7 separate regions of the Mus musculus genome follow, and regions 1, 2, 4, 5, 6 and 7 are each linked to region 3. Evidence: chromatin contacts called from public HiCAR-type and promoter capture Hi-C data. All regions are on one chromosome and are shown on one strand. Each heading gives the region's core, a stretch centred on a gene start, on an enhancer-like site or on the middle of the called end of the contact. The rest is flanking DNA. Distances are from core to core; before and after follow the strand shown. Region 1 holds the start of Ifnar1 (interferon (alpha and beta) receptor 1). Region 2 holds the start of Hmgn1 (high mobility group nucleosomal binding domain 1). Region 3 holds the start of Dop1b (DOP1 leucine zipper like protein B). Region 4 holds the start of A930006K02Rik (RIKEN cDNA A930006K02 gene). Region 5 holds the start of Dnajc28 (DnaJ heat shock protein family (Hsp40) member C28). Region 6 holds the start of Urb1 (URB1 ribosome biogenesis 1 homolog (S. cerevisiae)). Region 7 holds the start of Psmg1 (proteasome (prosome, macropain) assembly chaperone 1).

What was found. Promoter capture Hi-C pulls out the DNA fragments that hold promoters and counts their contacts. HiCAR-type assays count read pairs that join an accessible place to other places. Capture Hi-C pulls out chosen DNA fragments and counts their contacts.
Region 1: a contact with region 3 is called in a HiCAR-type map of embryonic stem cells, with 5 times the contacts expected there. The contact joins the promoter of Ifnar1 here to the promoter of Dop1b in region 3. A contact is called at or near these places in 1 of 39 promoter capture datasets (liver) and 1 of 115 datasets of contacts at active chromatin or transcription factors (embryonic stem cells).
Region 2: a contact with region 3 is called in a promoter capture Hi-C map of pre-B cells, with 3 times the contacts expected there. The contact joins the promoter of Hmgn1 here to the promoter of Dop1b in region 3. A contact is called at or near these places in 1 of 39 promoter capture datasets (pre-B cells) and 1 of 115 datasets of contacts at active chromatin or transcription factors (astrocytes).
Region 4: a contact with region 3 is called in a HiCAR-type map of astrocytes, with 4 times the contacts expected there. The contact joins the promoter of A930006K02Rik here to the promoter of Dop1b in region 3. A contact is called at or near these places in 1 of 39 promoter capture datasets (embryonic stem cells) and 1 of 115 datasets of contacts at active chromatin or transcription factors (astrocytes).
Region 5: a promoter capture Hi-C map of liver shows a contact between it and region 3, with 6 times the contacts expected there. The contact joins the promoter of Dnajc28 here to the promoter of Dop1b in region 3. A contact is called at or near these places in 3 of 39 promoter capture datasets (liver, neutrophils and pre-B cells) and 1 of 9 other capture datasets (macrophages).
Region 6: a contact with region 3 is called in a promoter capture Hi-C map of liver, with 4 times the contacts expected there. The contact joins the promoter of Urb1 here to the promoter of Dop1b in region 3. A contact is called at or near these places in 1 of 39 promoter capture datasets (liver) and 2 of 9 other capture datasets (adipose tissue and liver).
Region 7: a contact with region 3 is called in a promoter capture Hi-C map of liver, with 2.3 times the contacts expected there. The contact joins the promoter of Psmg1 here to the promoter of Dop1b in region 3. A contact is called at or near these places in 2 of 39 promoter capture datasets (erythroid cells and liver) and 1 of 115 datasets of contacts at active chromatin or transcription factors (astrocytes).

Annotation. Positions count from the first base shown.
Region 1 is chr16:91,483,667-91,487,253 of GRCm38.p6, reverse strand. It overlaps Ifnar1 (interferon (alpha and beta) receptor 1), which reads right to left and starts at 2,039. Exons shown (of 11, transcript NM_010508.2): 1 at 1,838-2,039. The coding sequence starts at 1,910.
Region 2 is chr16:96,125,997-96,129,395 of GRCm38.p6, reverse strand. It overlaps Hmgn1 (high mobility group nucleosomal binding domain 1), which reads left to right and starts at 1,671. Exons shown (of 6, transcript NM_008251.3): 1 at 1,671-1,806; 2 at 1,935-1,964; 3 at 2,056-2,085; 4 at 2,193-2,243. The coding sequence starts at 1,792.
Region 3 is chr16:93,709,628-93,713,238 of GRCm38.p6, reverse strand. It overlaps Dop1b (DOP1 leucine zipper like protein B), which reads right to left and starts at 1,332. Exons shown (of 37, transcript NM_027293.1): 1 at 1,171-1,332. It overlaps Gm41501 (a long non-coding RNA gene), which reads right to left. Exons shown (of 3, transcript XR_876265.3): 3 at 3,607-3,611.
Region 4 is chr16:91,463,157-91,466,837 of GRCm38.p6, reverse strand. A930006K02Rik (RIKEN cDNA A930006K02 gene) reads right to left here and starts at 1,734. Exons shown (of 2, transcript NR_077219.1): 1 at 1,202-1,734.
Region 5 is chr16:91,617,707-91,621,374 of GRCm38.p6, reverse strand. It overlaps Dnajc28 (DnaJ heat shock protein family (Hsp40) member C28), which reads left to right and starts at 2,376. Exons shown (of 2, transcript NM_138664.2): 1 at 2,376-2,617.
Region 6 is chr16:90,808,329-90,811,750 of GRCm38.p6, reverse strand. It overlaps Urb1 (URB1 ribosome biogenesis 1 homolog (S. cerevisiae)), which reads left to right and starts at 1,338. Exons shown (of 39, transcript NM_029497.1): 1 at 1,338-1,552. The coding sequence starts at 1,411.
Region 7 is chr16:95,989,156-95,992,441 of GRCm38.p6, reverse strand. It overlaps Psmg1 (proteasome (prosome, macropain) assembly chaperone 1), which reads left to right and starts at 1,482. Exons shown (of 7, transcript NM_019537.3): 1 at 1,482-1,688; 2 at 2,844-2,950. The coding sequence starts at 1,552. Brwd1 (bromodomain and WD repeat domain containing 1) reads left to right here. Exons shown (of 42, transcript NM_145125.3): 42 at 1-350.

The sequences.
Region 1 (3,587 bases), core at 790-3,289, 2.2 Mb after region 3:
CTCAGGCCCATCTGCACCTCAGGCACGAGGAGGCTTGGGAAAAAGGCTGCTCCAGAGCCTTCAGAAACAAGTGCCACTGCTGGTCGTTTGAATCTACCAGTCATGGTTTGAATATGCTTGGCCCAGGGAGTGGCATTATTTGGAGGTGTGGTCTTCCAACTGTGGGCGTGGGCTTAAGACCCTCACCCTAGCTTCCTGGAAGCCAGTCTTCCATTAACCACCTTCAGATGAAGACGTAGAACTCTCAGCTCTGCCTGCACCATGTCTGCCTAGATGCTGCCCTGCTCCTCCCTTGATGATAATGGACTGAACCTCTCAACCTGTAAGCCAGCTCCAATTAAATGTTGTCTTTTATAAGACTTGCCTTGGTCATGGTGTCTGTTCACAGCGGTAAAACCCTAACTGAGACACTAACCTAACACTTCAAGGACAAGTAGGTAGAGAATAGACCTGTGACTCTTCCGAGAACAGGCCCCCTTACTCCTTTAACATGTATGTCTCACATTTCAGAATAAATTTTTTAATTTCACTGCAAAGCAGAGTCACTCCTTTGTGTTAAAATGTGATGTAAAGTCCTTTTTGTGTGACACTGATGCAACCATGCCTGCTTATCAAGGCAAGTTTTTTAAAGACTTTCTGTATGTGTATACGTGTTCTGCCTGCACATTTGTGTGTGCACCACATGTGCCCCATAGCCAAGGAAGTCAGAAAAGTGTATTCCAATCCCCTGGAACAAAGCAGGATTTAGGGAAGGTTGCAAGTCACCAACTGTGTGCTGGGAACCAATCCAGGTCCCTCTGCAAGAGCAATAAGTGCTCTTACCTGTGAGCCGCCTCTCCAGCCCGAACGAGGCTTTAACTTTAAAAAGTGTCCTTTAACGCTATGTCTGGCTCCACTGTTATCTCCTGTTTTGAAAACTTCTGCCTCAGACTATCATGTCATGTCGCCTGTCAAGCTTCTACTCCAGAGGGTTACAGAACTGCCTCTAGTTACATCCTATGTAAGAGGATGCATCTGAGATGTCTGAATTTCTTTCTTTTCAGCCACCAGGAGCTATCCATCAAGTCTCCCCACTCTGAGTTGTCAGTTTCTCAGTGCTGTCTATGCTAAGTGCACACTACCACTGAGCCACACTTCCAGTACCACCAACGGAGTCTTTGATGTCATCCCTAAACTGACTCTATCCTGTTATCCGTATCCTCTTAGCTTGATCTCCAGTCCAACTGTTGGGATTTACTGATTCTGTGCAGAAAGAGCAGCAAATGTGCTCATGAGATTAACAAAAGACCCAAGAGCATTTGTAGCAGTTACAGTATTCTGTTCATAATAGTCTTTTTCCGATTTACTGTATATGTGTGACCACTTTGCCTGCATGTACATCATGCACGTCTAGCCAGAAATGGGCCATCTTCGGGGTGAGACTTGGGGCAATCACTTACTTCCCAGATATACAGATTTCTAAGAGGAATCAGAACTTTCCTCCAGGAGTGAGGCTAGGTCGTCTTTTTTAGGTTCCTCACATCACTATGAAAACTCTTGTCTCTCCCCTTAGTGGGCATTCTCCCGATGTAACTAGCCCAGTGGTTTCCTGGTTTTGACTTCGGGCCGGTTAGGGGGCCTCTCACCTCACTCCTCTCAGCCCGGGACAAACCGCACTAGGCTGGGAGCGCATTTCTGCTGCTGTCTGGTCTCCCGCCCACCAGCAGCCCTGAGGCTCGGCCCGGGTAGCGTCCTCAGGCTGAAGAGCGGCGCAGGGGGCGGGCGTCGCGGACTCTGGTCACCCGCGCCCAGCTCTCCCTCCATGGTGCCCGGCCCTCGCACAGGCCCCTCGGCTCACCTGCAGCTGAGGGTAGCACCCAAGGCGCCCCGGCCACCAGCACCAGGGCCGCCGCGCCCACGACAGCGAGCATCGTCTTGGGAGGCCGGGCGGCGGCTCACATTCTCCTCCTTCTCCTCAGCAGCACCGCGGAGCTGGAGACTACCTCTGGGCAGCTAGGCCCTCCGCGACGCCCCGCCCCCTCCAGCGCCCCGCCCCTTCCGTGAACGCCCCCGCCCCTCCACCCAGCACAGCTTCTCCGCTGACGCCACGCTCTCTCCGCGAGCAAGCGGCTCGGAAAGTACCGGGCGCGGTCCAGTCAAGGCCTGGGGACTTTGAGGTCCCTGCCACGCTCCGCCCCCACTTCCGGAAAGACTGCCCAGCATTGTCCTTAGACTCCTGAGAGGAAAGCGGGGTGCAGTCAGTGCGCCTGCGCAGCCCCTCCTCCTTCCGGGCTCAGCTTCCTGTTTTTGTCCGGAGGGGGTTCGGAGGCGTTGCCCCGGGGGTTACTAGTCCACTGGCTCGAATCCTGGTGTGGGGATCCCTGGAGGCCGTGGATCAAATGACTCTGGGACCTGGAAGGCGCCGGCAACACTTTTATCTCAACTGCACAAGATCTTTATACTTGATTCCCTGATTTTGTGGGATGGTTTGCTGTTGTGACTCGCTCAATCTTTGGGTTTTGAATTATGCAGCGTTTGGATCTTTTGTCTAATAATGTGGTTTTAGGCTGGTTTTATGTGTATGAGTGTTTTGCATGCATGCATGCATGCATATATGTGCACCGTACATATATGCGTGCCTGGTACCCATGGAGGCCAGTAGAGCGCAGATACCCTGGTATTAAAGTTACTGATCTTCCGAGCTACCATGTTTGTACGCCAGTCCTCTGCACGTGCCCTTAAACCACTGAGCCCTCTCTCTACCCCCTTAACTCCGTCTCTGTCTGATTACTATCTTATAAAGAAACTTATTTGTTGGGCCGGGCGTGGTGGCGCACGCCTTTAATCCCAGCACTCGGGAGGCGGAGGCAGGCGGATTTCTGAGTTCGAGGCCAGCCTGGTCTACAAAGTGAGCTCCAGGACAGCCAGGCCTATACAGAGAAACCCTGTCACGAAAAACCAAAAAAAGAAAAAAAAAAAAAAAAAAGTAAGAAACTTATTTGTTATGCCGGGCGTGGTGGCACATGCCTTTAATCCCAGCACTTGGGAGGCAGAGGCAGGCGGTTTCTGAGTTCGAGGCCAGCCTGGACTAGAGAGTGAGTTCCAGGACAGCCAAGGCTCCACACACAAACCCTGTCTCAAAAAAAAAAAAAAGAGTTCCTCTCTGCTTCCTCACCATCATTCGTCAGATTTCTTGTCAGCCATTCTGACTAGGGTGGGGTAGAATGGCAAAGCAGTGTCAGTGTGCATTTTGCTGGTGGCTCAGGACATTAAGTTCTTTAAAGATAGTTACTGGGTGCATATTTCAGCGTTTGAAAACTGTGTTCGATTTATTGGGCCATTTGTTCCTGGTAGATTCATTTCCTTATTTTCTGAAGTTCTTTATGAATTTGAGATATCAGAGCCTTGTCTGAGGTATAGCTGGACAGGCTTTTTGCCCATCCTGTAGCCTGTGTGATGCACAGATAGTCTCCCTTGATGTTCAGCTCTGTAACTTCATGAATCTACTAATCCCATCTGTTGAGACTTGGGGTTAGTTACCATTCAGAAAGTTCTTGCCTCCCCAGTGTCATGAACAGTATTTCCAGTGTTTTTGGCTACAAGCTTCA
Region 2 (3,399 bases), core at 422-2,921, 2.4 Mb before region 3:
CAGGGCAGGACAGGGCAGGGGTTCCTCCATCTTACATGTGAGTGTGACAGGGCAGGGGTTCCTCCATCTTACATGTGAGTGTGACAGGGCAGGACAGGGCAGAGCTTCTTTCATCTGTAGTCTTGCTCAGGCCATGTCAGGTTTAACTAGAATTTGATCTCCTTGATGGAGAATCCTGTAGAAAACTGCCCAACTCTATTCCAGGACCAGAGGCCAAGACGCCCCCAGCTAACTTACCTTAGCTGCTCTTTAACTGCTTGCTTCTGCAAACCTCCCCTGCAGCTACAGAGGGAGACAACAGGATATAACTTTTGCTTCTAAAAGCCCCTTGGTCTAAATGCTCCAGGCTACACTTAAACCCTGAATACCTGAGAATAGCCGCTGGAATAGACTTTGTCATTTGAGACATTTTCTCTATGTGGCCCTGGCTATCCTGGGAAAGAAAGACTTCCAATTGGCTATAAACTGTGTCTGAGTGGTCATCTCTGGTGGGCTTCCCGGAAGGGCAAACTTTATTTTTAAGAGGGTAAAATCAGGAGATTAAAACACCAAAGGACAGGAAGTGCATTTGGTTTTAACTCCAGTGGTGTCAATGTCTTTCCCCCACTAGTTGGGGTAGGACCTCACAGTCTTAATTCAGTCTGGCATGCATGAAAAGATGGGACCACAGATGAAGGGAACGGGGTCGCGGCTCAAACGACAAAGAGTCACTGCTGCAAGCCATCTAATCCCAGGAACACAGCAGTGGGCCTTTGGGGAAACAAGGGTTTACTGGGTAGGGGGATTAAAACGTTTGTGTAAAAATCTTAAACGGTGCAAGAGATAAAGATTCGAATTCCCTGTCCTAAATACAAGTTTTATGGTAGGCAAAGACATATATGATAATTCTTACAATTGAGCAGCAGTAATACGGCTGCGGGTGGGACTCTTGTACCCAGCCCGCTATCTGCATTCTTGAGGTATACTCAATATTAACTGCCTTCCATAAACAAAAGGTGCAATCTGGAAGTCGGAGCTAGACCCGACGCCGCTGCGCGAAGGACTGGGTCTGTAAAGGGCCGATGTGATTCCTGCACACAGTTGAACACAGGACGGAGGGGTCCATGCAGTGGGGAGGGCAAGAGCCCGAGACAGCTGCAAGACCTAAAACAGACATAGTTACCTAAAAATAGGCTAGTAAAGGCGCGTAGGACAGCCTGAGTCTGCGCGACCGGCCCGCGCGCGCCTGCGCACTGCTGGCTGCGCCTGTGCCCTCCCGGGCGAATGGCAAATCACGCCTAGGCACTGCTGAACCCGAGGGGTCCGCGGGTGGACTCCGCGGGCGGGCGCCTGGGGTCCGGAGCATTGTGGGAAAGCGATGCTGAGGCCACGTGACACGCCCCCACTTATCAGCGCGCAGGCCGCACTTTTGCTGTCGGCTTCAAACAAACTACCTAGCGGGGTCGGGCGACTCCGGCCCGCCCCTCGGCCGGGGTCGCGCCCGCAGGGGTGGGGGGCCAGGGGGCGGGGCGATGCGGCGGAGTGACAGCTCGCCGTGCCTATTCGGGAGCAAGGGCTGGGGCGCTGGCGCGCGCGGTGGGCCTAGACAGCCAATGGAGGCTGGGGGCGGCCCGGCTGGCGGGGAGGCGCGGGGGGAGAGGGGGCGGGCTCCAATCCGGTTCCATCCGGTTCTCCCACCGCCCCCGCGACGGGTCGCAGCAGTTCGTGTGGTGGTGGCGGCGGCGGCTTGGCAGTGCGGCTCCTCGGTGACAGATCCGACGACGCACGCGTCTCCCACCCCGCGCCGCCACGATGCCCAAGAGGAAGGTGAGTGCGGCGGGGCCGCGGCGCCCGCAGGGTTCGGGTCTGAGGGGCTCTGGAATCTTCGCGGGGTGCGGGCGGCTGGGCGTGACGTCACGCGGCCGCATTGTTCTCCGCTGTGCTTTCTCCTGCAGGTTAGCGCGGATGGAGCCGCCAAGGCGGAGGTGAGTGCGGGCCTCGGGTGGGCCGGGCGGATCGGGGCGGGCGGTGGGGTGCCGCTCACATGCGCTGCTCACCCCGTCTTTCTCTCCGCAGCCCAAGCGCCGCTCCGCGAGGCTGTCGGCCGTAAGTACCGCGCTCGGTCCGGGCCGGGACGGGAGCGAGCGGGCCGGGCCCAGCTCGCCCGCTCAGCGCCTCACACCCCCTTCTTTTATTAATTTATCTCTTGCCAGAAGCCCGCCCCTGCCAAGGTGGACGCGAAGCCGAAAAAGGCCGCGGGAAAGGTAGGTTTCGAAAAGGTGTCCAGGCAGGCCGCTTAGTTGAGGTTGTTCTAAGTGTTGGGGAGGTTTCTGGAAGGTGGGTGGGGGCGGCATGTAGTCCGTTCGCTCATCCGCAGCGACATGGCCTTTGCAGACGACCTGAGTTCAGTTCCCAGCACCCACAGGACAGCTCAGAAACATCCGTCCCTCCAGTTCCCAGAGGATCCGTGCCCTTTTCTGATTCCCAGCAGCAGGTACACGGTGCACATACGTACATGCAAAACACAAAAACTCAAGAGCCTGTATGAGCCGAAGATGACTCACTGGTTAAGAATGCACAATGCTCTTACAGAGGGACCTGAGTCTCTTGAGTGACAGCTCCAAGGGATAAGAGGATCTGATAACCTCTTCTGGCTTCTGCAGACACAGCCCGAGCATGCACAGACGCATAAGTATGCACGTTGTTTAAAAGTAAAGTTTCCCCGCCCAGGACGTTTTATGGAGCAGAGTAAAAATGGAGGAACTGTTTTCCCCATAGTTAGTTGGCGTTTTACCTTAAATGTTTGTGTGTATTTTGCCTGTGTGTGTGGGTAGGTGCATTTTGGAGGCCAAAAGAGGACTTAGAGTTAATAGTTTGGAGCTGCCAAGTGAGTGCTGGGAATTGAACCTGGATCCTCTGGGAGAGCAGCTGAGTACTTAACTTAGCCAGGGAACCGTCTATCTCTCAAGTCATAGTTTGTGATCTTTTCAAATACAGCTTCAAGGAATGGTGGTAATGTGGACTAGACTTTCTTGGGCTAGAGCAGGGCAGCAATCCTGACATGAAGACTGCCTGAGGGTCTAAGGAGTGTCTGTATATTTCTGTCCCCCGTCTCTTCTGTATGTATAAACTTGGGCATTCGTACCTATTTCCCTCTAATGTTTTTGTTTATATTTTGAGCTGCTTATAAAGTTTAAGATAAGAGCAGTTTAGGCTTGACTTAAGTAGGTTTGCTGCAGCAATTAACCATTTTCTTCTTTTGGGCAATGAGTTGGTAAGTGTTTTGTCTTTCCTTTTGCCTGCCTTCCAGTCCCTCTTACCTAATGGGGTGACATGCATGCATCCTGACACCTGGCCACCATGCTTAAGAAACAGATTTCCTTTGGCTTTCCCAAAGAAAAACTTGGGAGAAGGGCTTCA
Region 3 (3,611 bases), core at 83-2,582:
CAGAGAGCGCCTGGCTGCCCTTGGCAAGGAGGCTGTCAGCCAGGTATGAACAGGCAGCAGGTGCAGTTCTTTCTCTGTGAGGGCCCAATGCTGGCACAACTGCACAGGTAAGAAGCTCAGAGGTTATTCAAGCGAACCCCTTCAAAATACGGGCATGGGGAATTACAACACTACACAGTTTCTGTGTCAGCTCTACACTGATTTCACTTACGAAACACACTGGAGTCCCACAAGGGACATTACTGCCGAAAGATGGGGATATTAGGGATTAGTGGTAGGCATAGGATTCGGGCTCAGTTCTGTTATACAATGGCTAGGTCAACCTCTAAACAGCCCCTCTCACAAGCCATCTCCAACACCTATTTTTGTGAGATACAACCGCAGTTCAGTGGGCTGATAGCGCTATGGAGGCTACAAAAGATAATACGCAAAGCCCTATGCACACGTGCACCCGATACCTTTACCTTGAAACAGAAAGCATTCGTAGGAGTGCTCTCGCCTTACCCATTCCTAATTTCTAAGCTCAGGTGAAGACGCAAAAGCCATCTGCTGGATCCGGAAGTCGGTTGTAAACATGCTTACAAGGAAGGAGTATGATGAACACAGTAAAAGCCGACAATCAGCAGCCTTCCTATTTACTTGCTGATAATGTCCCTGCTTCTACAGCGCATCAACCCTCTTTACCAACTGGCCCAGTTTTGAATTCGGTCTTTTACACTGAGATCAAATAGCACTAGAGGGGGGAAAAAAAGCAAGACACCTGACACTTCACAGGAATAGCTTTTAAAGGTGGGGTGTCCTCAACAACCCTACACAGGCTTCCCGAGATGGGGACTGCTGTCACCGGGTGAGCACCTCCTCCGCGGCTTATCCGCCGGCGCAGGGGCAGGCTGGCTGGTGCACGCCGGCTGCTGGGACACCATTAGGGAACCTGGAAGCCCTGCCCAACAAAGGCTGAGCTTCCAGAACGGCCCTGGGCCGGCTAGGCTGACAGCGGTGGCCATTCGACCTCCACCTGCGGCCCGAGGCCCGCTCGCACGGACCCTGCCAGGCGCAGAAGGCCGGGTCTGAAGCCCACACCCACGCGCGGCCGTACCCGCACTGCAGCAGACGCGCCACCGCCCGAGCTCTACGCCTCTGCCGCTCCGGGCCCGCGGGGACCACACTTACCGGCGGCCGCGGACCTCGGCGGTGGGCGTGGGACGGAGCCCGTCGGCTGCGGGACAAGGCGGCTCTGCGCTTCGGCAGAGACCTCGAAGGCGGAGGTATCGCTGCGCCTCCGCCCAGCTGCCGCCACTCCCGGGAACTGGGCGGCTGGGGGCGGGGCCGGAAGGCGGGACCTCGGGGGGCGGGACCTGGAGGCAGGCCCTCGGCGTGGGGCGGGGTCCTTAGCGGTGACTGGGAGGGGCCATTGTAGGCGGGGTCATGACGTTGCGCGTGAACGGGGGCGGAGCCTTAACGGTATGGCGGCGCCTCTCTCCTCGTGGGCGGGACTCTAGGCGTGTGGGCGGGGCCTTGGTGGCGGGGTTGGTTTGGCCTCTGCGGCGTGGGGCCGCGCCCTGGTCAGTCACATAGGGCGGAGAGCGAAAGAGGAGACTTGGAGGCGGAGGGGTTGGGGGAGGGGTCTGGCAGAGTGGGTGGGGCCTCGGTGCTCAAGGCGGGGCTCTGGACGCGTGGAGCTGCCAGTGGACCGATGGTGGGTGGGGTCTCTGAGGGCGGGGTTTTTGGGGCTGGAGGCTGGTCTAAACTTGGGGGGCCAGTGGTGGGCGTGGCCTTGCGATGTAGTCGGGTAAGGTCTCACATAAACAGGCAGGTAAAACCCTGGGCTTGGGGGGTGGGTATGGGGAAGGGGGCTGAGTATGGGGAACCTTTGGGATAGCATTGAAAATGTAAATGAGGAAAATACCTAATAAAAAAAAAAAAAGAGAAAAAAAAAAAAACAACAACAACAAAAAAAAAAAACCCTGGGCTTTCCGGACTCTGGGAGCAGGGCCTTCCCAGTGTCGTGCACCCTTGGGCTTTGCGTCAGGACCACACCCACAATCTTCATCGTGGGGTGGAGGCAGGAAGAATCCCAGGTAACAGGAACAGAAGGCTTGGGGGTTCCGGGTTAAGGTGTCCATGCATCCTCGAAGAGTGATGGGGTCTGGGAGCTGGCAGGATTCACTCTGACATTGACCGTGTCTTGATGACGCCAGCAGCAGCGCTGCCAGATGAAACAGCGCCTTCTACCGACTAAGGTTATTTCAGTGATAGCCTATTCCATGAAAATTTTAGAAAGAGCTATCTAGTGCTGGCTAGTTTTATGCCAATTTGACACAATCTAGAGTCAGCTGAAAGGAGAGAACCTCGATGGAGAAAATACTTTCATAAGATCTGGCTATAAGCAGACAAAACCTTATTTTCTCAATTAGTGATTGATGGAGAGGGCCCAGCCCATTGTGGGTAAAGACATACCTGGGCTGGTGGTTCTGTGTTCTTTTTTTTTTTTTTTCTTATTTTTTTTATTACATATTTTCCTCAATTACATTTCCAATGCTATCCCAAAAGTCTCCCACACCCTCCCACACCCTCCCCTACCCACCCATTCCCATTTTTTGGCCCTGGCGTTCCCCTCTACTGGGGCATATAAAGTTTGCCTGTCCAGTGGGCCTCTCTTTCCAGTGATGGCCGACTAGGCCATCTTTTGATACATATGCAGCTAGAGTCAAGAACTATGGGGTACTGGTTAGTTCATAATGTTGCACCTACAGGGTTGCAGATCTCTTTAGCTCCTTGGATACTTTCTCTAGCTCCTCCATTGGGGGTCCTGTGATCCATCCAATAGTTGACTGTGAGCATCCACTTCTGTGTTTGGTTCTGTGTTCTATAAAAAAGCAAGCTGAGGGCTGGAGAGATGGCTCATCAGTTAAGAGCACTGATTGCTCTTCCAACGGTCCGGAATTCAAATCCCAGCAACCACATGGTGGCTCACAACCATCCGTAATGAGATCTGATGCCTTCTTCTGGGGTGTCTGAAGACAGCTACAGTGTACTTACATATAATAAATAAATCTTAAAAAAAAAAAAAGCAAGCTGAGCAAGCCAGTAAGCAGCACCTTCCATGGCCTCTGCATCAGCTTCTGGCTCCAGGTTCCTGCCCTGCTTGAGTTCCTGCCCTGACTCCTTCAAAGGTGAACCATGATATGGAAGAGTAAGCCAAACCCTTCCTCCCCAAGCTGCTTTTGGTTGTGGTGTTTCATCACAGCAATAGTAACTAAGACACCATCCAAATCTATTTAGTAATTGCTTATAAAGCTCAGTGAATATTTTTTCTGGGAAAAATAGATTATATCAGATTCCAAAATAGATATATCCAGGAAGGCAAGTAGGCTAATCGGGTAAAGGCACTTGCTGCTCAGAGTTTGATTCTTGGATAAGAAAACCAGCTTCTAAAAGCTGTCTTCTCACACACACACATACACACACACACTAAATGTAAAAAACAAAACAAAACCCAGATGACAACCCTAACAGGAAGGGTTATGTAAATGGCTGAAGTCTGGTTCCCTAACTTTTATTCCATCCATCTGCTAGATACAAGTACTCTAGTCTTCTCAGGAATGGTTTTT
Region 4 (3,681 bases), core at 485-2,984, 2.2 Mb after region 3:
AAGACGCCTGACCTCTGACCCCCACATCCGGGTGCAAAGCAATGTATACAGCTGCACAGGAAAACACGCAGGCACAAACACTAGGGCACAAAACAACACCAACAGCCCAACAGTTGCTAAGCAACAACGCTCTCTCCTCTGGACTGACTCTGAAGGAAGGACATTCTTCTGCTAAGCCAGAAACTGGCTGTACAGTGTGAGTAGGCGACTTCGTCTTTCAGTGCTGCAGCTTCCACTCCTGTAAAATGGATAGTAGCTGAACAGAGAGCTAAAAGTTTAACTAGTTTACGCTTTTAATGACTGGTGTAATCGTTAACTGGCTGAAAGTTAAATGAGTTTACACACTTAATGACTGGTGTAATTGTTAACTGGCTGAAAGTTAACTTAGTTTATACACTTAATGACTGGCATAACTGTTAACTGGCTGAACGTTAAATTAGTTCATACACTCAATGACTGGTATAATCAAGATCCTATCAGACGCGCCACCTGGCCATCCACTTCAGCATCTTTAATGTAGTTCCAGGAGACAAGCTCACATCACCCAGCACAGGGTATGGTGCTCCTGAGCCGCTTTCCTCAATTACCTCAGTGTTGGATTGCAGGCGGGTGCCACCACATTTTGAGTCATTTTTGTTTTTAATTATGCGTGTGTGTGTGTGTGTGTGTGTGTGTGTGTGTAAGTATATATACGTGCAGAGGTCAGAAGATCAGATTTTCCTGGAGATGGAATTAAGAGGCTGTAGAGCACGGGTTCTCAGCCTGTGTGGGTCTCCATCCCTTTCACATGGGTTGCCTGTTATGATTCATAACAGTAGCAAAATTACAGTTATGAAGTAGCAGCAAAATAATTCTATGGTTGAGCCTCACCGCAGCACGAGGGACTGTATTAAAGGGCTGCAGCATTAGGAAGGCTGGGAAACACTGCCCTAGAGTTAGCCACGACGCCAACAGCAGTCCTCTGAAAGAGCAGCAGCACCAGTGAGCCGTCTCTTTAGCTCCTGAAAATTAATTTCTCAATGTACACCCTGCTCAATTGTTAATTTTACATGAACATAGACATAAAACTCTTTTCACCCTGAGCTGAACATAAAACTTTCCAAGAACAAAGGTTCCAAAGCAACCCCCTGGGCTGTGTCACGCTGCTAGCATGAATTCCACCGTGTGCCATCTTCAGGGTGAGACCTGGGGCATCACTTACCTCCCTGAGAGGAGTCGGAACTTATCTCCAGGAGTTCTGGCTGGGATGCCGGGCTGTCTTTTTTGGTTTTATTGTTGTTGTTTGTTTGTTTGTTTTCATCACTATGAAGAGATCTCTCTTGTCTCTCACCCTTAGAGCAGTCGCCATTCTCCCGATGTAATTAGCCCAGTGGTTCCCTGGCTTATTTGTTATTGTTTTGTTAGCCTGCTCGACTGTTAGGAGTGATACTCTCATCTCACTCCTCCGTTAACCCGGGACAAACCGCACTAGGGCTGGAAAGCACATTTCTGCTGCTCTCTGGTCTCCCACCCACCAGCCATCCCAGGCTCGGGCCCGGGTCAGAATCCCAGGCTGGAGCAGAGCCATTGGGCGGGCGTCGGGGTGAGAGCGCTGGACTCAAGCTACCTGCGCCCAGCAATTACTCCCCGTTGCTCGGCCTTCGCTCACCTAAGGCTACGGGCAGAACCCGAGGTGCCTGGGCCAGCAGCACCAGAGACGCCGAGCCTACGACAGCCCTACCTCTTACGTCTTCTGTCACTTCAAGTGACGCGCCAAAAAAAATCCTTGGCCCATTGCAGCCCTCCTAGCAACACCCTCCAGCCCGGGCTCTGCCCTTCGGGAACACCCCATCTATTTGCTCCGCCCCCGTCCCGCCCTCCGCTCAGGCCCCACCCCTCGATGAAAGCTCCGCCCCCTCTGCAAAGGCCCTGTAGTATGCAGTCACTGTCCTCTTAATTTCCGTTTCCTGACAGGTCATGACCCTCCCCACTTCCGGAAGCCCACCGTTAATTGTTCCAACAGCAGAGGCGAACTCAGTTTGCTGCTAGAGCGCCTGCTCAGAGTTCCTGCACTGAGCGCTTTCGTTTCTTGGTTTTGTGTGTGTGTGTGAGCTATGGCTCGTTCCTCAAGGGCTCTCTTGGAACCTAGTGTGGGAACCCACGGGTGCCGGGCACCCTCGGTGGTATCAGAGAGGCAGGTAATTTCCAGTGTGCGGAGAGGTGACATCCTAGGGGCTGGGGTGGTCTGAGATTATGGTTCCCTGACACCTATTCGTAAAGAGTTCGAGCCTGCGTTTGAGAAGGTTATTTACTTACATACCTCAAGACTACGCTATGGAAATAAAATTTAAAGATGATGGATGAGGACATCGGCAGCTTCTGGACAAGCATGCATGGGATCCTGGGTTCAATACCCCGTGGCAGCAAAAATGAAATAATTGAATCGGGCATGGTAACACATGTTTGTAACCTCAGCAGGTAGTTAGCAGGGTGCCCCCATTATATTGGGAGTGGAGAGCCAGCCTGGGCTGCCAGAGAATCAATCTCTCTCTCTCCCTCTCTCTCTTCAGATCTTCTTAGGGTTATTATTGCAGCTATGACAACTGTTGTTAAAACAAGACAAAGAGGCTCAAACCCAAGCTCCTTGAATGACAAAAACGAAAGAATCAACCCCCACGACTGTTTGACTCATGAAATGAACAAGTCCTAAAGATCTGTGGATCCAACAGTTTTTGGTCGTGGCTACTAAGTCATTGGGAAGAACCTTACCAGTGACACATACTTAAGGTTGTTAAAGTTTCTATTTCCCACTGTCCAAGAGTTCTTGCAAACTCGTTGGAACAGTGTTTCTCAACTTTTGGCTGGAGATCCTTATTCAAAGGTTACCTAAGACCATCTGAAAAGAGGTATTTACATTACAATTTATAAGTGTAGCAAAATTGCAGTTATGGAGTAGCAATGAAAGTTTTATGGTTGGGGGGTCACCACAACATGAAGAGCTGTATTTAAGGGTCACAGCATCAGGAAGGTTGAGAACCTCTGAGTTAGAACAACTGATACAGGGATCTATAGCTAAACAATATGAAGAGAGTGAGACTTTAGAGCTTAAGGTCTTAAATGTGATGTCTCCACCAAATCCCTCCCCACCAAGGCACAAGAGTCTAGGCCAAAAAGGAGGCAGAAAGATACAAGCGTCAGAGGTGACAGAGGACTGAAGGAGGTAGTGTTTTCCAGATAGAGCAGGACTGATAGACAAGTGAACTCAGAGACTGTGGCAGCACACACAAGGCCTGCACACTGTCAGCCACAGGGTATCCTGACACCGAGAGCAGGATGTGGACAATAAATAAAGGAAAAAAAGAAGGGGTCCAGCTTCTTCTTCTTCCTCTTCTTCTTCTTCTTCTTCTTCTTCTTCTTCTTCTTCTTCTTCTTCTTCTTCTTCTTCTTCTTCTCCTTCTCCTTCTCCTTCTCCTTCTCCTTCTCCTTCTCCTTCTCCTTCTCCTTCCCCTTTCCCTCCTCCTCCTTCTTTCTTCTTTCTTCTTCTTTCTCCTCCTCCTCCTTCTTTCTTCTTTCTTCTTTCTTCTTCTTTCTCCTCCTCCTTCTTTCTTCTTCTTTCTCCTCCTCCTCCTCCTTCCTCTTCTTCTCTTCTTCTTCTTTACTTCTTCTGGTTTTTCAAGATAGGGTTTCTCTGTGTAGCCCTGG
Region 5 (3,668 bases), core at 1,127-3,626, 2.1 Mb after region 3:
GACATCCAGAAGTGGAAAGTTCTAGGCCGCCAACATCCTGGGCACCTACGAACCCAGACGAGAGATCTCCAAGCTTCCTGCTTGCCTTGCTTTCCTGCTTCCAGACACTCACAAGCAAGCGATGACCACACCCGGCCGGAAGCCAGCCAGCCACCCTGAGCTGCCAAGCAGCCGGCACAACGGGATTCCTCACCTGAGGGCACTTAGAGACCATGTTGAAACCTCTCTTAAGCTTTAAATTCAAAACAACAGCAGATCCTTAAACTGCAGCCTTAAAAGAAGAGGCTAAGCAATCCAGGACGTGGTGGCGCACACCTTTAATCCCAGCACATAGGAGGCAGGCGGATCTCTGTGAGTTTGAGGCCAGCCTGGTCTACAGATAGAGTTCCAGGACAGCCAGGGCTAGGACTACACAGAGAAACCCTGTCTCAAAAACTGTCTGCAGTGTTACACTGCCGCCCTGCATGGTCGAAGGGACGGTTGGCAGGTGGGAAGGAAATCCCATGGGTTAGGGAAGCCACTTACATAGAAACCAGCTACTAGAAGTCTCGGTGACCCCATGACCTGGAGATTAGAATGTTCAGTTTGACCTCGGTACTCAAGATTAACAACAGAGGACATTAATGCTCTAGCTCTTTATTTCAAGCTAATCTTCCACCCGTTTTTTAAGTACCAGCCTTGCCCTACAGTAGCTGATACCAGGTCTCCAGAGGAGAATCCATGTGTCTGGTTGCCTGAAATCAAAATACGCCTTAAAATAGCAGAGGTGATAATAGAAGGCGGAGGAGTCGGCAGGGCATGCTGCCACACCCCTTCCCAGGGGAAGAGGAAACCATGTCTCCGTTCTCCCTGGGTCCCAAACCCAGGGCCATTCTGCCAAAGCTCACTCTGGGCAGACATCACTAGGCTTCCTTACAGAGCTTAGCCAGCCTCCTGAATTGCCTTCCCTGGCCTATATACCCAAGCCCCTCCGCCAGCCACTGGCAGTTAAGGCAGATTTGCATACAACAGGTGGGAGCAGTGGACCCAGATGAAGGTTGTGCTGAGTCAGCAAGCCCGGGCGATGGGCTAACACTTTTCAGGCAGCACAGCCAAACTCCCACAATGCTTGGCTCTCATGATGGTCACAACAGAATACTATTTAGACACATTGAGTGTGAGCGGCTACTATATACACATTAGTTATTCAAGATTGAGATAGCCCAACCTGTAAAGACTCTACCTTCATTCAAGCTTGACCACCAGGATCCACACGACAGAAGCAGACAACCAACTCCACCAGTAGAGACCACAGCATACAAAACACGAAACTACACATACAAAACATAACCGGTGTAATAAGATTTTCAAAGCCAGATGTGGCACGCACCTTTCATCTCAGCGCTTGGGAGGCAGAGGCAAGTGGGTTCAAGGCCAGCCTGGTCTACAGAGTTTCAGACTAGACTGGCCTCAAACTCACAGAGATCCACCTGACTCTGCCTTTATATGCTGGGATTAAAAGTGTGCCGCTAATTTTTTTAAAACTGTATCTTTAGGATGGAGTGCGGTGACATGTCTTTAACCATTCAAGAGACAAGAGGCAGGGAATCCCAGCACTTGGGAGGCAGAAGCAGGTGGATTTCTGAGTTCAAGGCCAGCCTGGTCTACAGAGTGAGTTCCAGGACAGCCAGGGCTACACAGAGAAACCCTGTCTCAAAAAAACCAAATAATAATAATTAATAAAAATAAAATAATAAAGAATAAAATAAAACCAAAGACACATTTTTCCCTTCTTTTCCAACCCCTGGCTATGTGCGGTGCTCAATGGGGTGAGGTATCGTACAATACGCAGAGCCCTGACAGAACTTGCCTTGCATGCATAAGCCCTTGGTTTTATATCCCCAACATTCCATAAACAAGTAGCAATTTTACTGTGTAATCCCAGCACCTGGAAAACGGAAGCATGGAGGATGTGCAACCCAAAATCCCTCTTTACTACATAGCGAGTGTGAGGCCAGCCTGGGCTAAGGGAGACAGTGTCAAAAAACAAGAGCCATCCACCCAAACAAACTTGGCTGGGCCAGGCAGTGGTGGCGCACACCTTTAATCCAAACTTGGTTGAAGGAAAGACCATCTTTCTAGGCTTAAAGAAGCCTACTGACGGTGCAGGTGTCCCATAGAGGCAAACGGCCTAATCTTCCTCCATTTAAAACAATTTACTGAGGTCAGTGCTCTTCAAATTACATACACGTTGGGGTCACAAATCTATCACAAGCCATAACTCCTCTCCAGGCCCTAATGCCTCTACTCTGCACCTGCCGGAGAACTACATTTCCCACAATCCAAATCGGCCGAACCCTGCCCTCGAAAGCGGGTAGAGGCGGGGCCTATCGCCCCCGGCACAACAACAAGCGTCCAGGGGAGTCTGTCCTCTGTTCCGTGGGGGATGGTTTTATAAGAAAGAGATCGCTGTCCCTGGTGAGGGAAACTACCTGTCGTAGTAAGGTATGAAGAAAGGCTCTGCAGTGTAGCGCGGCAGAGGGTCCAGTAGCCGAGACAGGGACGGAGCGGGCCACGCGTGCTGCGCAAAGGCGCAGCTTGAGCTTCGAGCCGCTGAACCCCCATCACGTCTGTGAAGGTGAGTAGGGGGTGCAGCGGACCGACACTCTTCTGAGGCACCCCTCACCACGGTGAGCATAACCACCGGCATCCCAGACAACTCTAAAATCCACTGACCCCTATATTGTGACATCGGGCTACCATGACTTCTAAAACGCACCTTACATTCAAAGGATCAGTAATCCTCCAGTAAGTACTCCGTTGCCTTTCGTCAGTGTTCAGTATCTTTTTCCACAGGACCATGCGTTTTTAAATACAGCAAAAGCTCTCTCACCCTTTATCGCCCTTCCTTGCCCTGGCACCTAGCAAATAGCGAGGTGCAGACCTTAAAGTCGCTTGCATTCTTGATTCTCAGTCCCATCTGGTGTCCCACTGAGTACCGGTCTGTATGTTCCCTGTTTGATATGCAGCAAGTTAGATACTTGGAAATGGTGACGACCATTCTACACTGTATGCAAAACAAAACAACAACACAAATTGTGCTCAGGGAAATGTGTAATTTGCTGAGTATAGCTAAGCCAAGTGTGGGGCTTGGATGCTCTCCTTTAGTCCCAGCACTCAGGAGACAGAGGCAGGCTGACCTCTGTGAGTTCAAGTCCAGCCTGGTCTACATAATGAGTCCCAGGACAGCCAGGGCTATGTAGAGAGACCCTATCTCAAAAACAAACAAGCAAAAAGCAGTTAAGCTTTACTGTGCCCCAAACCTAACCATTTGCAGTACCTGGTAATGTAAGTTCTTTGGTTAACCTTAAGAGTTGCTTAACCTTCTGGACCCGTTTTCTTATAAAATGAGAAAATTAGGTTAGATGAGTTTTAACAACTTTCTAGATCTAAAATTCTGTGCATTGGATCCGGGCGGAGGTATGCATGTCTTTAATCCCAGAACATGGAAGGCAGGGGCAGGTGGATCTCTCTATGTTTGAAGCCAGCCTGGTCTCCAAAGTGAGTCCAGAACAACCAGAGCTACACAGAGAGAAACCCTGTCTTCAAGCAGTAGACTTCAGTTCCTGTCACACTATGTGATAGCCAAACATCACTGTCATTTTCTAGCTGCACCAAGAAAAGTCATA
Region 6 (3,422 bases), core at 89-2,588, 2.9 Mb after region 3:
TGGTGAGTGTCAACATGGGCAATTGGTCACAAGTCGGTCTTCAGCCTCTTCTCTCAAAATTATTCATGGTTTTAGTCATCTTCATTTTTCTGACAGGCCCGGGACCTAGGGATTCCCACAGATGCAGTTGTTTCTGTAGGCTACAGGCTCAAAGTCAAAGGCAAGTGTTGTTGTTGTTGTTTGTTTGTTTGTTTTTCTCTTAGGGACTCTAAAATCATAGGAGTGACAGGGACCACATTCTTAGATGCTTAAAAGATACTTGCTTCCAAAAGTGTGCCTTATTAGACTAGAAGAATATGACAGAGAATTTCAGAAACCATCGATTTCCCAACTAACAGGCTAGTTTGGAATTTTAAATACATACCAAGATATTGATAAGATCTGTTTTTTTTAATTATGCAACTGACTGTTTTTACTTTCCCACATTTTTGCCAGAGCATTGAATGCAGCCTGTAAATCAACAGCTTACAACAAATAAAAACTGTATCGTACTCTCTGTCCCCTTAAAGCAGTTCTTTAAACATTACATTACTTGCCGTTCTCCAGCCCAGGACTGGGGAGAGCCGGCTTTGTTGTCTCCTTTTTAACGAGGGTGCTGAGATGCGGGCACTGTCCAAGGAGGTTTTCTTAAATGCTTGCTTTCTTTGATCGCCCCTGGCCTTCAGCACCACAGAAGGAGTGCATCAAGGTTTGGGGGAAGCAAGCGTGGATGGAGGTTACTTGAAATGACATCTAACCAGCCTAGGCCTTCTGGCTAGGGTTGTGACAAAAACTGGGGATTCAGGGTTACGGACACTCTGGACCACATTCCCAAGCTAGGGCTTTTCAGAGGTAAGTCCACCTGATGTCAAGCCCTCGGGAATTCACCCGGCTTACACTTACACGCAGGGGGCTTGAACTGAGGAAGTATCAATCTCATGAAGTTGTTCAAAGGATATCATTAAAATGCTCAGAGATTTTTAAATATCTGAGCTCTTTGTGCTGCTCTTTGTGGGTCTGGGAGTTCTTCCTGCTCAGGGAGTTGCGGGAGCAGGGGAAGCATTTTGATCCATCTGCCCCAGATTGTTGCAGCTAAGGGCGGGTATGTGATTTTTCTTTGCAGGCAGAGCACAGCCAGAGAACCCTTGGGGAAATCCCAGGCCCTACAGGCCCCACCCAAGCACCAAGCCACGCCCACACCACCCAGAGACACGCCCCAGAAGGCCCCGCCCCCAGGTGTTCTACCTTCTCCACGCCCCCTTCAGCAGGCCCCGCCCCTTCCGCCCTTTCTCACCCGAAGACCGGCTCTTTTACCGGCTTCCCCTCATAGGCTCCGCCTTTCCTTCCAGTCCCGCCCCTTCCTTGCCGCCGGTGCTTCCGGTCGCGTGGGTTTTCCGAGGGTGCCGTTTTGCTGGCCCGGTGGTTTGGGCCATGGGGGTCCCCAAGAGGAAGGCGTCAGAGGGTCCCAGCAGCGCGGCGTCCCCCGCTGGCACAGTCAAGCGAACGCGAGCGGAGGAGTTCACGGGCGTGCGGTTCAAGACCCTGCTGAAGGATGCGCAGGGCCCAGGACCGGGTGAGTGGGAGCGGACTCCTCAGCTTCGGGGCAGTAGCCGGCACAGCGGCGCCTCGGAGCCCGGCTCGGAGTTAGTCAAGAATAGTTCAGTGAGATAGCTTGCTTGGGCTGTCAGTAGCCGTTCCCATAGTAACCAACTGTCAACCCTGATAATGGCGGGATGTCACGTGTAACAAGTTCCATAAGGACCTACAACTAAATCGAGTGACTAGGATTGTCCGGACCGGTAACCGAGAGGGGCCAGATTCTGTAATTTAATTTCACTCGCTGCAGAGTGTGACACCACTTCACAACGACTTCTAATCGTGCAAGGAGTACATTGGTTGTGAGGAGAACCACAGTTGAACATGTTACCATGTTCAGACGTCAACGCGGTGGTAAAAACAAGACAGCGAAATATTTCTCTTAGGTTAACAAAACTACAAAGTTAATAAACTATCGCAGGGCTTGATGGTTCGTGCCTTTAATTCAGCACTTTAGAGGGAGGAAGAGGCAAGAGGATTTCTGTCAGTTGAAGGCCAGCCTTATCTTCTTAGAAAGTGCCAGACCAAGTACACCTTGACTTCCAACATTAGAAATATTTGAAGATTAAGGATAGAATTGGTGCCATCCTGACAGTGTCATGTTGGCAGAGCACTCCTGACTGCTGCTGCTGCTGCCAGTCCAAAGAAGAGTAAGCTGTCCGTCTCCCTGAACTGCCCTGGGCTAACTCAAGCCAGGGGACTCGGTAAACACTATATAGTGAGACCCTGACTCAAAAAGTATTCTCAGCTAATGTTTTTCTTACAATTTTTATTTTTAAACGTTTGGTGCCTCGCCTTGGTCGTTTGCTTAGAAGATGACACCTTTGCTAGCACAGAATTTAGCGCCCCACACACTTATTCGATATTTAATTGCAGTTGCTGTTTGTTAGGTAGAGATGTAATGGGCGAATAAAACCCTGGCACAGGTCTTGCCATTGCAAATCTGATAGTTTGGGAAAGCAGGTGACCAGCAAAGTCACATAGTCACGGGTCTTCCAGAAGGAGCCAGCTATCCATTGTGCCTAATGGGCCTGGGACCTTGATCTGTGAAATCAAAGAAGGCTTCCCCAAGGAAGCAGGTTTTTCATGAGTTGTAGAATTGTATAGGGAAAGGAGCCTTCCTGGCAGAAGAAAAGCGCCAGCTCGGTTCCTGAAAGGCTTCTGTCTACATTTCAGGGGACAGCTAGGTTGGCAGGTACATGACTAATGAAGTGATTGAAAGACGTTGCGAAGCTGAAGTCAGTGGGTGAATGTGGGAGTTTGGAGATTTTTATTTGACTATAATGTCAGGATTTTTCTCTCCCTTTCCCTCCTTGGTACACATTGAGTTCCTGTCATGGGAATGCTCTCAAGGATTGGATTGGTGGGTGTGTGTTGGGGATTTTTAGGTTGCTCTTGCTGTTCCCTTTGTGTGGTGGAGAGGAGCTTTGGGATTCAGTGGCAAAGGCTACTCAGTTGAGTAGTGTCAGCAGTAGAGAGATGACTGACCAGTGAGTCGGGATTCTAGATCAGAAAGGATCTGCTCAAGTCTGGTTCTTCAACATACTTGCCCTTCACTGGTGACGGGGTAAGTGTTATCCCTGTTCCTCATTGCAGTACCAGACAGGCCCAGTCTCCTAGATGTTCCTCCCTCCTTGTGCTCGGTCATCCCTTGGCTCAGTGGTCTCCTGTGTGTGTGTCTCTGGAGTCTGCAGTTCCACATGTACTTCCTTGGTGGTCACTCTAGTCCAGGCACCATTAGCCTTTCTGTGATAATGGCCAGAGCTGTCCAGGCTTGGTGTCTTTTCTACATTTGTTTCCTTGTGTCCCATCACACATGCAAGACGAGGTGACCTTTTAAACTGCCA
Region 7 (3,286 bases), core at 233-2,732, 2.3 Mb before region 3:
GTGTGTGTCTTTTTGTAACTCACTCTGAAATCTTCAGCATCTTGCTACAAGCACAGGAAGAGTTCCCTTCCTCCTCTTTGGTGCATGGGTTTGGTTTATTTATTTATTTATTTTGAGCTTTAATGAAAAATTTAAATGTCCAATCCCAAATGTCATAGAATTACTTATTGAGCAATTATATCCTCAAGAAATGCCATGAAATGAAAATATATCAGTCTAATGAAGACCTGTGAATTTTGGCAGTGTGAATTGAAGATCTGAAGTTACATCTTGCTGTCTGATCCTGTCCAGCCTTTTATAATGGAATCCCTTTCTGGCCTTTAATTGGAACATATTTTTATTTACCCTTTAAAGTGTTTGGTCTCTTTATTGTGACTGAATGGAGTAACACTGTAGTAAAATCCCTCCTGCAAATGTGTGCCGACAAGCCACCACTTCCCTATGATTTACCAACACGCTTCAGATTTCTGTTGGTGCTTTTTTCATGTGTGAGTGAGAAATCAAATCGAGTATCTTTATCAGCAAAGTATCCGCTTAAGAAACCAGCAAAGAGACAGCCAGGGACATCTGCTCTTCAGCTCGCTTCTACTAACCCTGGAATCTGAGTCTTAAAGACACCACACTGAGAATCTTGTGTGTGTGCTATAGTTACACACAAAGTGTTCTAGTTGGTATACATCTGCTTTTTATTTATTTCTTTGGTTTTTCTAGACAGGGTTTCTCTGTGTAGCCAAAGGATGTCCTGGAGCTCCCTCTGTAGACCATGATGGCCTTGAACTCAGAAATCCATCTGCCTCTGCCTCCCGGGTGCTGGGATTAAAGGTGTGTGTCACCACTGCCCGGCATTCATCTGCTTTTTATTAACCAGTGAGTATGTATGTTAAGATTGATATGCTTTTTCCTCCCAGTAGACTTGAAGCATCGTTTTTCTACATTGTGAGAGATTTTTAAACAACTTTCCAAGAGTTTTGATTTTTAAAGGACCCTCTGATCCCCAAACATTTTACCCTGGGCAATGCAGTCTCCATTTCCTCACAAGCAAATCTAGAATGTGTTTTTATTTCCCACTGAGGTGCCAGTTACCCTTTTTCTCGTGGGAGCAGCATTCGGTGGAGCTCTTTGTCTTCCAGCACACAAACCAGAAACACACATTCTTCCTGTCATTAAAGTAGAAAACACGGTCTATGAGTTACATATGGCCAGGTTTTAAAAAGCCTAGCCTTGCAGCCTCACTCATGTTCTCTGAATCCGCTTGCAGTCATCAACCCTGGAGCTGTCTGTGCTTCACCCGCAGCTCTGGGTTTCCTCCACGGGTGGGTCCTTGCAGGAGGGTCGCCGGGTGTGGAGCGGGCGCTGCGTGCCCCGGTTAACAGGATGACGGAAGCGCGCCGCGGGACATTTCTCGCGGCGGACCGGAAGCTCTTAGGTTCTCCCCCCTCCCCCCACGGAAGGCGTATCCTCGCTCGGAGGCGGGGTGGGGGCGTGGCTTGGAGGGGGCGTGACTGCGGGCCGGCGCGCATGCGCTGTCTGGCCGCGCGGAGCTGAGGGACCATGGCTGCCACGTTCTTTGGCGAGGTGGTGAAGGCGCCGTGCAGAGCTGGGACTGAGGAGGAAGAAGAGGAGGAGGAGCAGAGCAGGCGGGACACGCCGGAGGACCGGGAGGTCCGGCGGCAGCTGGCGCGGAAGAGGTCAGGCTCCCGGAAGGCTGCGAGCGTCAGGCGGTGTCGGCCTGCAGGGTGCCCTGCGTTCACGCTGGGACGTCGGCAGCCCAGCGATGCTCGCCCTCCACCGTGCACTTTAGGTCACGCCGCATGTCGGCCGTATTTCTTTCAAAACTACTTTCAGACACAGAAGTCAGGTCACGCCAGCCCCTTCCTTGGTCAAGGTTTTACCACATTCATTTCCTCTCCCACCACCCCTACGAGTTTCCGATTAGGACTCCCCACACGTCTTCCTAAGCATGCTGTCTCAATTATTTGTACTCTAGAGCAAACCCACACATAAAATATGCACATAATTAAACTTTGTTGATTCTCCTATTTTTTCAGTACCTCCATTCTGAGCTTTTAGGCGGGTTCTCGGATCAGAACTTGGGTCGTCATGTTTGTGTTGGCAACTTAGCACCTTCCCTACCCCACGTTTGCTAATAACACGTTTTCAGTATCATACCAGTCCACAGTCAAATTCACCTAGATTTTTAAAATACACTTCCCGGTGATTGTGTCAACGACAGACACTTTTGGCAGTTCGTTTCATTTGACAGCTCCCTCTCACTTCTCACACTCTTCCCGAGAGCCCTGATTTGTCTGATGGTCAGTCTTAGCTTACTTTTGCCACAGCTAAATGCTTGAACGTTTGTTTGAAGTCTTGGTCACATTCAGCATTTTGCGGGCTGGAGTGTTGGAGATGCTTTTAGTGTCTTTTTACATTGTGTCTGGCTTGTGGGTGCTGGCATTGTGTGTGTCAGGCTAGTATGAAGTTTGTTAGTAGTTTTACTCATAAAAAGAAAGTGTTTTATCCATTTGCAAGGGCACCAAGGACACTGATTATTTTATCTAACACCATCTATCCATCCAACTATCCACTCATCTCTGTCTTCTATCACCTACCTATTTATCCATCCATGTATATGTAAATATAGCACCTTTCTACTACCCATATAAATATCTATAAGTAACATGTCTACCATCGATCTCATCTGTCTTCCATCTATTTATACATCCAGCTCTATATAGCACCTATCACTTAATCTCTTAATCTGACTGTCATTCTGCCCATCACCATCTCTTACAGTGAACTGGTGGTCACAGTCATATTTGTTCACTTTTGTCTCTTGCTGTTAGGGAGGTTCGGCTTCTCCGAAGACAGACAGAAACATCTCTGGAGGCTGTGCTCCTAGAGACACACCCTTGCTCCAAGTTTATAATTGCAGTAGGAAGCAACGCAACAGGTAAGTGCCAGTGTCAGGAGTATATGTCCCGTTGGAAGAATGGACTCGAAGGTCCTTCTGCATGTATCTTACGTATTTTAAAAAGTTCACAACAGGTCCTGGGCATGTGGCTCAGGTGATAGAGTGCTTGCCTGTCAATCACAAGACCTTGGGTTTGAATCCCAGTACCATGTGAACTGGGCACAATGAAATCCGAGCACTCAGCAGGTGGGAAGTGGCAGAAGAGAGCATGAAGAAGTTCCAAGGCCAAGATGGGCTCCGTGAAGCCTGTCTTCAAAAGCCACAGTCGTTTTACTTCATGTAGGATAGATTGCCTGTTCTTTCCATCTTTGTAAT